Linked DNA regions of Mus musculus: region 2 is linked to region 1. Evidence: chromatin contacts called from public Micro-C data. All regions are on one chromosome and are shown on one strand. Each heading gives the region's core, a stretch centred on a gene start, on an enhancer-like site or on the middle of the called end of the contact. The rest is flanking DNA. Distances are from core to core; before and after follow the strand shown.

The links. A called contact is a pair of places that touch in the nucleus more often than the background predicts.
Region 2: a Micro-C map of embryonic stem cells shows a contact between it and region 1, with 4 times the contacts expected there. The contact joins the enhancer-like site here to the promoter of Klf8 in region 1. A contact is called at or near these places in 1 of 39 promoter capture datasets (embryonic stem cells), 4 of 15 datasets of contacts at CTCF or cohesin (CD8 T cells, embryonic stem cells, large pre-B cells and 1 more), 41 of 484 Hi-C or Micro-C datasets (the AML12 cell line, the Ba/F3 cell line, the HL-1 cell line and 11 more), 18 of 115 datasets of contacts at active chromatin or transcription factors (the 230-238 cell line, a beta-TC-6 cell line, bone marrow-derived dendritic cells and 4 more) and 4 of 9 other capture datasets (adipose tissue, embryonic stem cells, macrophages and 1 more).

Annotation. Positions count from the first base shown.
Region 1 is chrX:153,358,130-153,360,919 of GRCm38.p6, forward strand. Klf8 (Kruppel-like factor 8) reads left to right here and starts at 1,484. Exons shown (of 8, transcript NM_001357183.1): 1 at 1,484-1,580; 2 at 1,713-1,835; 3 at 2,167-2,354.
Region 2 is chrX:153,209,695-153,212,759 of GRCm38.p6, forward strand. No RefSeq gene overlaps it. Among named protein-coding and RNA genes, the nearest start is that of Rragb, 71 kb to the left of the region's middle. Within about 2 kb of position 1,642, at least 11 of the 459 cell types and tissues checked have an H3K27ac peak or open chromatin away from gene starts, as enhancers often do. A contact at or near this core is called in embryonic stem cells and induced pluripotent stem cells, where this site is marked.

The DNA of each region.
Region 1 (2,790 bases), core at 234-2,733:
TCCAGATCATCACAACAGGTTAAAGGACTTGAACATTTGCATAGTTGGTGAACTACTAGTAGAGAACTGACTGGGGAGGGAAGGAAAAGGAGATTTTTAAAACATATCTGAGCAGAAATAGCAATTAAGCAAATGGACAAACATGCTGGGCACATACTGAGCTGTGACCCTCAGGTTTGTTGTTTGGTTTTTTTTTTTTTACTCTTTTTCTTTTGAGGCTGGGTGTGACATTGCATTCCTGTAAACTCAGAACCAAGGAGGCTGAGGCAGGTGAGTGGTGAGTTTGAGGACAGTCTAAGCTGCATTAGCCTGAGCTCTATCATAAGATTACCTCCTATTTCAAACAAACAAAAAAACAACAAGAAGAAACATAAGCTGGGGATCCAACTGAGTGATAGAATGCTTGCTTAGAATACACTAGGCCCCGAATTCAATCTACATTACTCCCTGATGGGACATAAAAATATAGTGCTACCTGCTGTCTAGGGTTGTTATGAGGAATAAAGGAAAATTGAGGACTATAATGGTACCTGGCCTAGTGAACTGCCCATATGAGGTGCTGAAGACATGGAACCTATTATTTCTTTTGCTTGGCTGCTCCTTCTGTTCCTCCGCTTTGTTTCTCCTCTCTCTCTCTCTCTCTCTCTCTCTCTCTCTCAGAATTGTGGTAGGGAAGAGGCACTGGAAGGAGGCTGTGGTTGTCTGTGACTTCCTGGGTTTCCATTAAAATGAACTAGAGACAGACTTTAAGGCAAGGACAAGGAAATGCTGGAAAGATGGTGGCTTCTATTCTACGGACCCAGTTCTTCGGGGATGTTAGCCAATGCTTAGCTGAGAGGCGGTCTCAGGGGGTTGAGAACTCTATTCTTAGAGAGCTGGGAGACTCAGAAAGCCTTCCTGTTGCCAATCCGTGATCATTTCATCTTTACCTAGTTTCCTCTCACCTCCTATTGCTAGAAAATTCACCCAGCTCTTCTTTCCTCTTAAGCTTCATCCCTAAAAAGACACTGTGACCCCTCTGTCTTTGCTAGTGTCACATGTTGCCATGGAGAACTGGGAGGGTTAAAAAAATCCATTTACTGTTACCATCTTACTGGCACTCCCCATTCTGCTTCCCTTTCTCCCTAGAAATCTCTTACTCCCAATCACCACACCCTTCCCAACCTCCCTTGGAGTGCTTAAGTCTGGGTGGATAGTTGACCAAGTAGTGTGCCTGAAAACCCCTGCTGGGGACTAAGGATGCACCGAAAAGGCTTTCAGTCATACCTGCAGCTGCAGGAGGCCAACTGAGACGGCCGCCAGGGGCGAGACTGGCTCCTGGCTCCTAGGGCCCGCCCCACCCCCTCCTCTGTCCCTCCGCCTCTTCTGCCCCACCCATCTCTACCCCCTCCTACTCCACTCCCCTCTAGCGGCCACTTGTCCCTTTTAAGGAACTCCACCCTAGGTGGAGTCCTCATAGTCGCACCTCTCTTCTGGGCCTAGTCTGACACAGAAAGAGCTATGTACTCCATCTGCTCAGATTGCCTGGGGAGAGCACCAGGCTTTGACCCGCGGGTGCGGTATACCAGTGGGGCGGCCAGGTACCACCGAGAAGTCTCTCAGGCGCGGTCCTGCGGGAGTGCCTCCCACTCGCGTTGGAGTCCCTGCCCTGGGCCGGTGTTTTCCTATATGTTTCGACCAATCGTTGGCGTCTTTTCCTCCTTTCTTTTTAGGAAGGCGCCGGGTGTGCAGCACTAACCGCTGCGAGGAGGGGATCCTCTGGCGCTGTCTCCTTGTGGGTCTTCACTGACTCCCCCTCTCTCTCTCTCAACTTTGCGTTCAAGTCGTGATCTAAGGTTTGGGTGCTTTGCTGGGACCCCGCCCGTGCTCTCTAGGCGAGGGTTTGAGGAGTTCTGAGGTGGGTGGAGAATGGGCTTGGCCGGAACTGAATCGGTTGAGGTAAAAGGGGAACGCAGGAGCTTCAGCGCTGGCCACTTCGCCCCGGAGAAGCCGCTGTATTTTTAGCACAGGGAAGGCTGCAGTGGGAGGATTCTTTTTAGGAAGTCGGCTCCACCGCCCCGATTCGGGGCTTGGATGCTTGAAAGCTTTGTTTCCCTTGTTCTGAGGGTGGCCCAGCTGGGTCTAAATCGACTCCCTCCCTTTTTCGTTTTCCCTATCCTTTTCCAGCCTGGAGAAAACAGGGAGGTGGGGGACCAAGGAAGAGAAGGCTAAAGCGTGTTACCAGGCGCGCTGTCAGACATGGGCGGGTGCAAGGGGAACAGCTGCCTTGAGATCAGCTCTGGAGTATGAGTCTCTGAGAGGACTGCGTGAGCTCCGGACACTTCAGGAGTCGGCAGCGGCTGGAGGCATAGGCGGTAAGTGACTTGGGAAAGGACCACTCTTTCAGTCTTCAGTCAGGGTTCTAATCCCCGCACCCCGCGTGCCAACCGCACACACCCACTTGGCTTTGGGTTTTAGCAGTGAAGTGGGATGGGGGAGACGAGTAAGCGGAAGGGGGTAAGAACATTATGTGGAATCAAATTCAACTCAATGGAAAAAGACTTCCCTTAAGGATCGCGGAGACTAAGAGGAAGGGTACTTCAGGGGGGGCTTGTGGAAGAATTGAAAAGGGACACGAATGGATAGGTATGTCTAGTTCAGTCTGTCCTGTCTAGGTGCTCTCAACCCTCCTTAAGTGGTACGGTTTGTTTTAACCCTGTACATGCAAAGTCTCTGTGCGAGAGAAGAGGATTTGGAGGAGCACTGAACCCACTTACGTCACCCCCTCCCTTCCCCCAAGCAGTAGCAGGT
Region 2 (3,065 bases), core at 392-2,891, 150 kb before region 1:
GACAAATAGATATTTGCTCACGGTATCTCCAGGAAAATTTACACAGTAGCACCCTTCCTTCCACATATCCCTCCCTACAACATAGGAATAATGAACTAGAGAATTATAGTTGCTGTAATTTATAGAAGGCAGATTCATTAAAAGAAAGCTTTTATATAACAGTTTCCTCAAGGATTAAAACAGTCCAGCTCGCAGGAGGATCCTTAAGGCAGAAGGTAAGCAACTCAAAATAGCTTCAGGAAGTCCATGAAACCGACCAGATTTATTAGGGCCCTCCACCCACAGTAAGCAACACAAGCCAAGAGTTCCCCTCAGATACAGCATAGCCAATTTGCAAAGACTCTCAGACAACCCAAGTTGCAAAAGGTACTCTGAGACCAGCCCAGCTGCCTTAAAAAAAAAAAAAAAAAAAAAAAAAAAGTAAAAACCAGTGGAGCTGCCTATAAGACTTTGAGGCTCCGGGAAAAGGACCCTTTCTAGTCTTTTGAACTGCCTACAGGCTGTGCAGTGTGCTCCATTCTTCCAGCTTTCACGAGTGGTCAGTCATTCATGCTGCACTTAGCTTTGTAGATGTAGCTCTCTTTGAGTCATTTCTGTTCGTAAAAGGAACCCCTCACCCATAATCCTCCTATAAGCAAGCCCAATAAAATTGACTGCTTACTAAGTTTTACTTTAGTAGTTAGTATCCATACTTTGGTCTGTCATGGGTTTCCTATCTGGAGTGGAGTAGATGTGTGTGTGTGTGTGTGTGTGTGTGTGTGTGTGTGTGTGTGTGTTGCTTGCATCTCCTCCTGGAGAAGTCTTGTTGCCCAATAGAAGCTGAGATGAATTTATACTTCAGATGGATTTTACTAGGAGGAAATAAATGATAATATCAAGGCCCCAAGCAACTGAATCTGAGAGTGTGCTTTCTGGTGGGAGGAAGAGCTTCATTAGGAGATAGCCACCGAAGATATACTGTTAACATCCTGAAAGAAAAGGTTCATCCCTCCGGGCATGGTGGTGCACACCTTTAGTCCCAGCATTTGGGAGGCAGAGGCAGGCGGATTTCTGAGTTCGAGGCCAGCCTGGTCTACAGAGTGATTTCCAGGACAGCCAGGGCTACACAGAGAAACCCTATCTCGAAAAACCAAAAAAGGAAAAAGAAAAAGAAAGAAAGAAAGGAAGGAAGAAAGGTAGGAAGGAAGGAAGGAAGGAAGAAAAGGACCTTCTTTCCCAAGGATTAGGAAAATTAACATAATTTTTTTAAAGGCGTCACCACCACGCCTGGCTTTTTCCTTTTCTTTTTTAAGTTTTATTTATTAGTATATGTAAGTACACTTCAGACACACCAGAAGAGGGCGTCAGATCTCATTACGGGTGGTTGTGAGCCACCATGTGGTTGTGGGATTTCCATGTGGTTGTGGGATTTCAACTCAGGAACTTCAGAAGAGCAGTTAGTGCTCTTAACCACTGAGCCATCTCCCCAGCCCCTACAATCAGCTTTTAAGGGGAAATACATTGACTTTTCATTTGCAAAAACAAAGGGAGTATCTTGTTCACTTAGGTTTTCGGTGGGAGGAGTTCCATACCTAGTTTGCATGCTAGAAGTCAGGAAGGTGCCTCCAGTTAAGAGAGAATTACAATTGGAGGTTGTTTTGGGTTTTAGCTGTGGGAAGGAAGAGTGACCTTGCCTGCAGCTGCAAGGAGTGGGAGGGAGAGAACTCAGGTCTGTCAGAGTGCAAGGTCACAGCAGACAGCAGGGATCAGGGCCTGGTTTCTGGGAGGGAGAGCAGCTCCAGACTTCTGGGAGAGAGATCAATTCCTCATGTTCAGTGACCATCAACAATAAAATTATTTTGGTGGCTACTTCATAACTGTATTTTTGTTACTGTTATCAATAATGTAAAAATCTGTGTTGCCCGATTATCTTTGATGACTCCTGTGAAAGAGCCCAAGGGATCGTGATCCACAGGTTAAGAACTACTGGGCTAGAGGTCTATAATATACTGGTAGTGACATAGAGAAGATCCTGTAGCTAAGACAGACAACTTTGAGCTGCAATCACATGGTTGGCTCAAAGATATGGTCTTCCATTTACTGCTTTACCTGGTTAGCTTATAAAACATTTAATGTCTCAGGGAACTACAAATTAATGGGACTGGTCATAATGTTGGAGCACAGTGTTTGTGCTCAGTAGGCTTTTGCTTTAGCTTTTACATTCTTCCAATGAGATCTTATCACACACCAGCCTCTCAGTAATTCCTCATTCCATTCTCCCTCAGAAGACATTCTTTTTTTTTTTTTTTTTTTTTTTTTCGAGACAGGGTTTCTCTGTATAGCCCTGGCTGTCCTGGAACTTACTTTGTAGACCAGACTGGCCTTGAACTCAGAAATCCGCCTGCCTCTGCCTCCCGAGTGCTGGGATTAAAGGCATTCTTGCTCTAACACATGCACCCCAGCCTCTGTGCTTCTTCGATGCAGCTCTCTCAGTGTGGCTTTTCTTACTTGTGTTTTTCTCACTGTCTTCTTGAAAAATCATGCCCTGTTGCTCTGAGGTGAAGTTTTGGCCAACTTTGGTTTTTGAAGAGGAATGGCTTTCCAATCCTTCATAGAGGGAAGTCAAGGCAGAAAGCTGGGGTAGAAACTGAAGCAGAGGCCATGGAGGAATGCTTCTTACTGGCATATAAGATTCCTCTCCAGGGCCACCTTCCCAAGGATGTCACTGGCCACAGTGGGCTGGGCCTTCCCATATCAATCTTTAACTAAGAAAATGCCCCCAGAGACATGCCCAAAGTCAATACAATGGATGCCATTTCTCAGTAGAGTCTCTCCCCAAGTGACTCTAGTTGACAAAACCTAAGTAGCACAGGTCTTGAACTTGATGTCCATGGGATGAGCAAGGAGTCTAGGGCCGCAGGGAACCTTAATGTCTCCTAAGAAGTGGTTGTTATCTTTGAAAGAACTCCCAGGCAGACAGAAGGAGCTTTGACACCTTTATGCTTTACATAAATCCCTTATAGGTGGATTGCTAGGCCTCATGAAAAGTGGACTTTTCTCTTTTTGTTCTTGAATTTTCCTTGATT